Linked DNA regions of Mus musculus: all the other regions are linked to region 3. The links are chromatin contacts, called in public ChIA-PET maps. All regions are on one chromosome and are shown on one strand. Each heading gives the region's core, a stretch centred on a gene start, on an enhancer-like site or on the middle of the called end of the contact. The rest is flanking DNA. Distances are from core to core; before and after follow the strand shown.

What was found. ChIA-PET counts read pairs in DNA pulled down with a chosen protein or histone mark.
Region 1: a contact with region 3 is called in an RNA polymerase II ChIA-PET map of memory CD8 T cells, with 17 read pairs. The contact joins two enhancer-like sites. A contact is called at or near these places in 1 of 484 Hi-C or Micro-C datasets (embryonic stem cells) and 2 of 115 datasets of contacts at active chromatin or transcription factors (embryonic stem cells and memory CD8 T cells).
Region 2: an RNA polymerase II ChIA-PET map of memory CD8 T cells shows a contact between it and region 3, with 5 read pairs. The contact joins two enhancer-like sites. A contact is called at or near these places in 1 of 484 Hi-C or Micro-C datasets (embryonic stem cells) and 2 of 115 datasets of contacts at active chromatin or transcription factors (embryonic stem cells and memory CD8 T cells).

What each region holds. Positions count from the first base shown.
Region 1 is chr12:76,921,736-76,925,202 of GRCm38.p6, reverse strand. No RefSeq gene overlaps it. Among named protein-coding and RNA genes, the nearest start is that of Gm46358, 13 kb to the right of the region's middle. Within about 2 kb of position 1,977, at least 27 of the 459 cell types and tissues checked have an H3K27ac peak or open chromatin away from gene starts, as enhancers often do. A contact at or near this core is called in memory CD8 T cells, where this site is marked.
Region 2 is chr12:76,902,573-76,905,906 of GRCm38.p6, reverse strand. The region is part of intron 7 of Fntb (farnesyltransferase, CAAX box, beta); the gene reads right to left. All of the region lies in intron 1 of Gm46358 (a long non-coding RNA gene), which reads left to right. Among named protein-coding and RNA genes, the nearest start is that of Gm46358, 6.0 kb to the left of the region's middle. Within about 2 kb of position 1,901, at least 8 of the 459 cell types and tissues checked have an H3K27ac peak or open chromatin away from gene starts, as enhancers often do. A contact at or near this core is called in memory CD8 T cells, where this site is marked.
Region 3 is chr12:76,361,820-76,365,372 of GRCm38.p6, reverse strand. All of the region lies in intron 1 of Zbtb25 (zinc finger and BTB domain containing 25), which reads left to right. Among named protein-coding and RNA genes, the nearest start is that of Zbtb25, 6.0 kb to the left of the region's middle. Within about 2 kb of position 2,127, at least 11 of the 459 cell types and tissues checked have an H3K27ac peak or open chromatin away from gene starts, as enhancers often do. A contact at or near this core is called in memory CD8 T cells, where this site is marked.

The DNA.
Region 1 (3,467 bases), core at 728-3,227, 560 kb before region 3:
GTGGAAGCAGCACTGCCCTAGCTCTCAAATCAGCATCAGAGAAGCAAATGTTTCTGAGTCAAACTTACCCTGGAAGGAGGTCACTGAGACGTGTCCAGTCGGTGCCTTCCCTGATACGCACTCTGTGCAGGGCTCATATCTTTTTAGGCCACAGTGAGAGTCTAGACAGCATGTAGGTAGAAACACATCCATTTCCCACTTGGGGCTTTGATCCAGGCTTCTAGACTCAGAAGCTGAAAGCCATAGTGAGCTCCTGCCATTTCCCGGAACATACTTCTCCAAGAGGTGGTTTGAGTGAAATTGAGACAAGCTTTAATCTGTGTGATGGAATGTCAGCATTGTTGTCCACACACCCAATACTTCAAGCCAATGGGTCCTACCCCTAGCCACAACTGCACTGCACTCAGGACCATCAAACACCGGTGGCTGCTGCTGCTGCTGCGGCTGCTCTTTTTCTTCTTAGTTTGTGATGGTGGGTACAGAACCCTAGGCTTTGAGCATACTAGGCAAGTATTTTGCCATTAAGCTGTTATTTCTGGCTCTAGACAGATCCATCTCTAATACCTGACTATATTAAAGTGTATACTTTAATATATATAAATAAATGTAATATATATATATATTTAATACAGTATATAGAGTTAGTATTGATGAAATAGTGTAAGGCATCTGCCTCTTACAGTTTCTTTTTTTTTTCTTTTTTTTTTTTTTTTTTTTTTGGTTTTTTGAGACAGGGTTTCTCTGTGTAGCCCTGGCTGTCCTGGAACTCACTTTGTAGACCAGGCTGGCCTCGAACTCAGAAATCCACCTGCCTCTGCCTCCCGAGTGCTGGGATTAAAGGCGTGCACCACCACGCCCGGCTACAGTTTCATTTTTAAAAGATGTATTTTTATGTATGCATGTTTCCTTTCAAGTACATGTGCATCACATGTACGCCTAGTATGTAAGGAAACCAGAAGAGCGTGTTGGGGCCCCTGTAACTGGAGTTAACATGCAGTTGTGAGCCACCATATGGTGCTGGGAACTGAACCCAGGTCCTCTAGTCAACAAACCTTAACCACTGAGCCGTCACAGCAGCCCCAAAGGTTTCCTTAAGTTATTATTATTAACACAACTTGCTAATAATTATATAAGTAATATAATTTCATAAATTGATTCCATATTAAAATATAAAGTATATACTAAAATAATAAAATTCATAAATAACTAAATTGTGTGCATGTAGGTATGCATCCATGCATGCATACATACATAATGCATGTCACAGTGTACATGTTGACATCAAAGGACAGTTTGTAGGCGTCAGTTCTCTCCTTTTGCCACGTGGGACCCAAGGAATCAAACTCAAGCAGTCAGGCTTGGTGGCATGCTTTACCCACGAACCATCACAGCTTGCCTCTTACCGCTGTTTAAATTCTATCTGATGAGTTAAAGCACTAGGAAGCAACACAGCCAGGTCAGAGTGACGCTAGCCCTGGGCAGGGGCCCTTCCATGGCACTGGTATTTAAGCGTCTTTATGGTCTCTGCTTCTGTATGGTTTTAAGTGGCTTCCTATAGAGTCCTACTACTACAGAGTCTGCGGGACAGCTTAGGCAGGGAGTATGCGCGGGTTCTCAGTGTCCCTAAGACCTACATGATACATCTGTTATGGAATTTATCACCAGGAAGAGGCTCTTGGCAACTGGCATGTAGCCTTCATCCGCTAGAACTCTACAGTAACCCGCTTTAGCCTTTTGACCCCAGAAGGCTCTCATTAAGTAAACTCAGTTCTGAGAGGCACCATATCTTCCTTCCTCCTCCAGGCTTCTGGACCTGTGTTTTCCCCTTTCCGGGTATTTAGTCTGTAACACCCCCGTGGCGTGGTAGACGGAACAGGCTTTATGCTGTTGTAGTTCTGACACAGGAAGATACACTGCAGTTCTGTGCTTCAAAGGAACCCACAAGAATAGGCTCTGCGGTCCTAAGTTCACAGACCCAGAAAACACATGGGGCTACTGGCCAAGTGAAGACTTCCTGAAGCTAGGCCTCGGTGTGAGTTCCATGGTGTAGACTAGTCCAAAGAGCTATTGGCTAGACTCTCACCTGATGCTAACTGACTCAGGCACAAGGCTACAATGAAAGAACAGTTTAAGAATGCCCCCTGAGGGGCCTTCTGTTGCCAGGAACAGCTGCCAGAATCCCCAAGGTGGGCAGGTGGGCCTCAGGTGGATACAGAACTGTTGTAGTTTGGTATTTACTTAAAAGTTTCCTGGAGTCAAATGCTATGCTGGAAGTATCTTTTACTCAGGATCTACATAATAAAATATGGATCGAATAACATCTGACATTTCTCTTAGCAGCACTTACACTGCTAGAGGCCATCTCTTCAAGGTCACTGGCCAACTCCTCCTTGGGAGAACCTTTCTTTTTCTTGGTTTTAGGCAGAGACAGGTGGGTCTTCCATTCCATTTTCCTGTAGGTCTCCTGGGGTTTTAGCTGCTTCTTCTTAGGTTTTCATGTACCTCCTCACAGAAAGAGGTCCTCATCTAAGGAGGAAGTGGCCAGTGAACCAGAAGAGGAGGCAGCAAGCCCCACCATCCCTAAGAAGAAAAGGAAATTTTCTGAGAAGCCTGAAGTTGCTGCTAACTTCACAAAGAGTCGCACAAAGAAAAAGAAAAAGTCCCAGAAAGCACAGGAGGATTAGAACGGACCTGCTTGGTGGGAGGGGCATACCTTGTGGTGGCACCTCCTGCCCATGATAAAACCCCAATAAAAACACAAAACCAGAAAAAAAAAATCTGAGATTTCACTCCAGGCCCACCTGAAGGCTCAATTGGGAAGTTCTCCAGGAAAGGAATTATAGAGAAAAGTTAGTACAAACCCGGAGACAACAGCACCAGTATCCTCTCCTCTCCCTAGACCAACTCCACTGATCCTTCTAGGCCCTGCTCCAGGGTATAAAGACATCACAGACCACCGTGGCTTCTTGACCCCAGCTATGACTGCAGTTATCTCCAATACCTAAGGCTTCTGGTGCTGAGCCTTCTCCTGTCCGTGGTGGACAGATAAACTTAGGATAATGGGTTGCAACCCAAACCTTTATTAGCAAAGTAAACATTTCCAGGGGATGGGAGTTGTAGGCAGAATGTAGCTCTGGGTTATTTGCATGGATGGAGTTTCCTCCTGAGGTATCCTCCTTTCCCAAGGAGCAAGCCTCAGAACGTCGCCTTCTTGACCTTTCTTGTCTCTTAGTAACCACAGAATTCTGGCTATATCCATACCATTCCCTGCCTATGGCCAGGATGTCCGTCCACCCTGCCTGGTGCAATAGCTCCAGTCCCCTGCTCGGACTGGAGACAAGCTCTAGAACTCAGTGTGTGAAGGAGGTGCTCAAGGAGGAATGGATTTCAACTTCCTTCATTCATATGCAGGAGACAGGAAGTCCCCAGAGCAAAGGGGCATCCTGAAGGAATTTTCTGGGATTAGA
Region 2 (3,334 bases), core at 652-3,151, 540 kb before region 3:
TGGAAGTAGGTCAGGTCCCTAAGCTGCCCAGGCTGGCCTTGCATTACTCACTCTATAGTCCAGGCAAGACCTAGATTTGGGATTCTCCTGTTTTAGCCTCTGGAATAGCTGGAATACGAACCCACACTACCAGGCTGCATGGCTTAAAACTTCTGTAATGAACACACACACACTTTGAGCTATGTTGTTGGCAACTCTGTTGTCCAGGTGGGCTCAAGTGATCCTCCTACGTCAGCTTCACAGAGACTGGAACTACCTGGGTGTGATAGCTCACGGCTGTAATTTCAGAACTCGTAAGGCCGAGGCAGGAGGACTGCCTGGGCCACAGAGTAAGATCCTCTCTCAAACAAAAACAAACAATACCAACGATAAACCCCCTAAGTATAAGATTGTGCCCAGCTTGTAACTGCTCAAAAATAAACTTTGTGAGGACTGGAGAGATGGCTCAGTGGTTAAGCGAACTGACTGCTCCTGAGTTCAAATCCCAGCAACCACATGGTGGTTCACAACTATCCATAATGAGATCTGATGCCCTCTTCTAGTGTGTCTGAAGACAGCTACAGTGTACTTAGATATAATAATAAATAAATCTTTAAAAAAATAAACTTTGTTTTTAAATTTTAGAATTTTCCATATACTTAAACTATCTGATGTTTTAGTCTAGTACCTAGGACTAATCTCTAAGCTACAGGCCAGCCTGGTCTACACAGCAAGTTTCAGTCCATCGAGAGCTGCATATGAGACTCTACTTTATTCATTGAAGTAGTTTCTTTCTTTTTTGGGGGGATAGGCGAGGGGTGGTATTCAAGACAGAATTTTTCTGTGTAACCCTGGCTGTCCAAGAATTTGATCTGTAGACCAGGCTGGCTTCGAACTCACAGAGATCCTCTGCCTCTGCCTGCTGAGTACTGGGATTAAAAGTGTGCGCCACCACTACCCAGTCAGAGGTAGTTTCTTGTTGAACCTGCAGCTTGCTGCTTCTAGCTAGTCTAGGGGGCAGGCTTGCCCAGGATATGTTCTGTTTCTGTCACCCAAGTGCTGGGATTCCAGGCAGCCGCCATGACTGCCCAGAGTTTACATGGCTCTGAGGAGCTGAACTCTGGTCCTCACGCTTGCACAGCAAGTGCTGGGTCTCCTGCCACCTCCCCAGCCCATGCATCACCTGTGGGTCAGCAGGACAGGGCCACTTCTAAGAACTGACCTTACATGTTTGCTACAACCCCATATTTGAGAGCAGAGTGTCAGGCCAACTTAAAAATTCAGATGTGTGTGAGCAGAGGCTGAGATATAAACATGCTGCATCTTACAACAGACCATCACCTGCTCATTAAGTAGTGCTACGGAGTTATGAAAATGTTTCAGGTATTACATGAATGCTAGAAAACAACAGTGTACTGTATGGCTGACTTTCCAGAACTCTGGAAGAATATACATTAAAAAAAAAAAAAGGTCGGGTGTGGTGGCGCACGCCTTTAATCCCAGCACTGGGGAGGCAGAGGCAGGTGGATTTCTGAGTTCGAGGCCAGCCTGGTTTACAAAGTGAGTTCCAGGACAGCCAGGGCTATACAGAGAAACCCTGTCACGAAAAACCAAAAAAAAAAAAAAAAAAAAAAAAGTCTGAGGCTGGGCATGTTGTACATGCTGTTAGTCCCAGTACTTGGGAAGCAGAGGCAGGTGGATCTTTGTGAGTTCCAGGTCAGCCAGGGTTACATAGTGAGACCCTGTCTCAAGAAACAAAATCAACAACCAAAAATTTATAATGGTCACTTTTAACTGTCAACTTGACACAGTGTGGACTCACTGGAGAGAATAGTGTGAGTGAAGGGTGTCTAGAGGAGGTTGCCCCCCCCCAGCCGCTCGCATGTCTGAGGGAGACTGCCTTGATTGCGTTAACTGATATGGGCAGTGCCATATCCTGCGTTAGGTCCTGAACTGTGTAAGAGTGGAAAGAGGGCTGAGCACTAGTAAGCAAGAGCGCACTCATTTCTCTCTGCTCCGGCCTAGCAAGTTCCTGTTCCCTCTACTTACTTCTGTTCTGTGATGTATCCTAGACTCTTGAAGTAAAGCAACCCCCCACGCACTGATTTCTATAAGGATATTTTATCACAACACTAGCGAATGAAACTCGGAGAGCTGGTATCATGGTGGTAGATTATAAGGAAGTCAGATTTTCTTCTTTGCCTCCCTATAACAAGCATGTTTTATCTATGAAGTCATTTTTTTTAAAGATTTATTTATTATATGTAAGTACACTGTAGCTTCAGACACTCCAGAAGAGGGCATCAGATCCCATTACAGATGGTTGTGAGCCACCATGTGGTTGCTGGGATTTGAACTCAGGACCTTTGGAAGAGCAGTCGGTGCTCTTAACCGCTGAGCCATTTCTCTAGCCCCCTATGAAGTCATTTTGAGGTCTGTGTGTGTGCATGTGTGCAGCACCTGGATGTGTGCTGGCATTGAATCAGCGGCCCCACTCATGCAAGCCAAGTACTCTACCACTAGCCCTCTCCCTAGCCCTGAATTTTAAATGTATTTTTAAGTGACACTATCACGATGCATTTCCTAAAGTCACTCTTCTCCTCTGCCACAGTGGAACAGCACAGGTGAACAGGCCTTCATCCAGGAGCTGACAGGACCCCCAAACCCCTCCCCAGAGAGGCCTGAAGTCTGGAGAGCCCACAGGCTTTCTTCTGAGATAACTCAGGCTCAGGGAAACCAGCTACATGCTCAGAGCAGACTGCTCTTGTCTGTCTGTCCCTCAACCTCCATCACCACCCAAACACGAACCTCACTTTAGATTGCCAGTGCACTTGGCTACTTGGACTAGAGAAAGCACTCGTATCTGAAAAGTAAGGCGAGTGACAAGTTTGCAAGGGAGATCAAGTTCCTTTCTCTGCTAAACTAATCTTTGCTTCGGCTGCAAAAGGTAATAGTAAAACAGTTTATACTCCTAAGAGTGTGAAAGAATACACACTGCAAAGAAACTTCTTGCCCATTCTCAACCCCTAGTTCCCATGACCAGCAGAGACCTATCAGTCTCTGTGCCTCAGTCTGTCTCCTCTGTGTCTCGTTCACACACACATCACACATACTACACACACATACTCCACACACTATATACACTATATACACATACATATATACATACAGTACATACATGGTACACACATACACTACATGCACACACACCACACACATATACTAAAGACATATATTCTGCTTTCCTTCCCGTGGTTTTATACAAACAGGAGCATATGATATACCCTCTCTGCGCCTTGCTTTTCTTCAGCTAATAAGACTCTTAGGAAATGACCATGGTGGCGCATGCCTGTAA
Region 3 (3,553 bases), core at 878-3,377:
TGACATTCCTCTGCCAGCTTTCCTATCTTTTACTGATAATTGATTATAAAGTCCGTTAAAGATGCTTACGGTGTGAGAGAATGAAGAGCTGAGTATTCTAGGCTGTTCTGCTGCTGATCTGAGAATGCAAGCCAACCAAAAAGAGTTTCTAAACAGTCCAAGATGTTGAATATCATGCTAACTAAATTATAAACTTGTTTCATCTTAGTTTGAACTAATCCAGAGCTAATTTACTGCGATCTAGAAAGTAAATAACGCTTTTATAATCTCATAGCTATCAATACTAAGCCTATTATAAATATTACTTGGGGGTGAGGGTGTGGTGCTTAGATGGGAAGGATATTATGATGATACAAATACCTTGTATACATGTATGAAATTCTCAGAATAAAATATTAAAAATACTAATTTGATAATAAAAATGTTTTTAAAGTTTTTAAACTCTTTGCTTTTCTAAATAATGAAGGGTGATTTTTTTTTTAATTCTTTTCTGCAACCTACTTTACATCTTTTTTTTTCCTACCAAAAATCTTTTCTGTTAATTTTTTTTGTTTGGTTTTTATTAGATAGGCTCAGGCCAACCAGCCTTGAACTCACTCTGTGTAGCCTTGGCTTACATTGAATTTTCAGCAATCCTCCTGCTTCAGTTTCACAAGTGCTAAGACTACAAGTATATACTACCATGTCTGTCTTCCAACCAGATTTTATTATTTTATGTATATGGGTGTTTTGCCCTCATGTATGTCTTGTTACCATGTGTGTCTTTGAAAATTGGATTGGCAGAAGGGTTAGCAGTGGTTGTTTCTGTTTTTATGGTTTTGGTGGCACAGTGGGTGACTAAAACTGGGGTAACTGTTGCTAGAAGAAAAAGGGCAGAGCACACAACATGCAGCTGGAAAGTGGGGGAGATGCTCAACAAATGGTTTGTTGGGGTGATGTGTAATACTCTGAATCTTGTCATCACTGAGTTGGACATGTTTACCACGGCCTCCAAAGAGCACACCTAGAGCCAAACCCCACAATCAAGGAGCAGAACTTGGAAGTGTTAAGTTCAGCCAAGTTAATTATAAAAACAAAAACATCACTGTTGGAGGAATATTACTGCAGAGTCTCTTACGTTATTCACAGCGTATTTTATGTGTATGAGTGCTTTGCATGTATGTGTGTACCATGTGCATGCCTGGTATCCATGAAGTCCAGAGGAGCGCATCTGAGCCCCCTGGAACTGAAGTTAGAAAAGGTGGTGAGTTTCTGTGTGGGTCCTGGGAGCTGAACCCAGGTCTTCTACAAGAGCAGTTAGCTCTTCAACCACCAAGCCATCTCAGCAGCCCCTCATCATAGGCTTTAGTATATAAATGACTAGATAGGAGAAAAAAAACAAAGACCAGGAGGCCATCACCCTAGTCAATGAAGATCAATGAAGTTTGACCCCACAGTGACACAAAAGTTAGTAGACCAAAGATGTAAAATAAGGCTGTAAGCAAATAGGAAGTCTCAGCCTGGAAAAGGCTTCCAGTAAAAGGAATGACACCAAGGCCTAGGAGGGCATGGTGGCCAGGTTGGAGTTCAGCTCCTTCCTGGGAAATTCTGCCACAAGTACCTGAAGATGGAGGCGAGGTATCATGTTGGAGAGATTTGAAGCGAGAGGTTAAATAGTTTTACACCTGAAAATAAAAGATATGGAATCTCGCCAGGCAGTGGTGGTACACGCCTTTAATCCCAGCACTTGGGAGGCAGAGGCAGGCAGGTTTCTGAGTTGGAGGCCAGCCTGGTCTACAAAGTGAGTTCCAGGACAGCCAGGGCTACACAGAGAAACCCTGTCTTGAAAAACCAAAAAAAACCCCTGGAATCTCATGGAGTGGGTTTAACCACTTAGAGAAGGCAGGCTCTCAAGAGATTCTGAGGATAGATAAATGGAAACTAAAGAGGAAGGAGTTACTGTGTTCGAATGTTCCTTACATAGCTTAATCCTGTTAGTATTTTAGGTCCCCTTTCCCTTTCTGTATGAACTGACTTCGTAGTTCGTGAGTTAACGGATTCCCCACCCTCAGTCCCTCCAGCTAACTCCCTGGTTAATCTGGAGTGGCTTCTGCCTCTAAGAGGTCTCACCTTCCACCCAGAGCTCTTCCTGAGGTCTCCAGCTTCCTCGGGGCCCCACCCTGACCGTACCTCCTATTTTGTTGCCTCTACCCTGAAAGGTCGTCTTGAATCAGAAAGTTGGCCTCAGCTACTTCCCTGCACTTGTAGGACGTCACCTGCTCTCCTGGTCACCTGCGTTCCCCCTCTCAGGGTTCTGCATTTTCCTCAGGTCCCAGGTTTGCCTGCTTTGTTTTATTGTAGCTTTTCTGGCTTTCAAGTTTTCATACTTACCTTTTTTTTTTTAAGTACTGAAAAGTGAACCCGGGGGCTCATGAATGCTAGACAAATCCTCTACCATTATCTAGACCCTTTTTTAAAAGTTTTTATTTATTTATTTTTTGACCCAAAGTCTAAGTTTCCCAAATTAGCTCAAGCTTGCGCTCTATCCCAGGCAAGCCTTGAATCTCTAACATGCAGGGCCTGGAAGCCAGGGTAGCTTTGATTACAGCATGCATGTGCCACCAGGCCCAACCCATACTTAGCTTTTAGAGTTTTTTGTTTTGTTTTGTTTAATTTGGCTTCGCTGTATAGCTCTACATATTTAGAAACTTCAGTCTTGTCATTTCAGAGGTCTCCTTTGGCATTGATCTTTCTAGAGCTGTCTCCACTCATCACTAGACATTTCTACTTCCTTTTCCTGGAGTAGACACTTTGAACTCACCGTGTAAGAAGCCGCCTCCTCTAAGCCAGTTCCTGTGGCTGGCTCTAGTGTTTTACCTTTAATATCAACGGCAGGAACATGGCAGTTACTGTGAAAATGTGCGCTGAAGAAATAAATGACATCTTCTAGCAACCCACTCGCCTTTAGCTTGCAGCCTGTGGTTGACTGTGTCCTGTCTGCCGCCACATCGTGTCGGTTCTGTGACTGGTGGCTCTGTCTAGCTCTCCCTTCATTCCCTGCTGCCATTACGTGGTTTCTAGTTGTCTCCTTGATTAACCGACCTAGAGATGTACTGTCTAATACTTACTGGACACTTACTACAGGTCCTCCTATCAAATATATATACCCTCTTGTTACACACAAACACACACACACAACACCCTCATTAACAATTCTCACTGTAGTCCAGGCTGGCCTTAAATTCCAGGCCCTCCTGCCTCAGCCTCCAGAGTGCTTCATCTGACACCTCAGGAAGAAATTGCCATTATCCACACTTCATAAGTGCTACTGAGGCTCAGGGAATTGAGACAGACCTAGTTAGTGGCTGCGCTGAAACTCTAAGAGGTTAGGTTTCCTAAAAGAGTCTTGCTCTTTTCCCTGCCACTGAGTGAGTGACTGCCAGTGCTGTTCCTACACGAGCATCTTACATAGCTCACTGCAGACAGCGGGATACCTTCAGGCACAGCTTGGTGTACTCTTACACTTAGTCTCCTTAGCAGCTGAGCTTGTCCTTTCCTTCTGTTTACTCCTTTT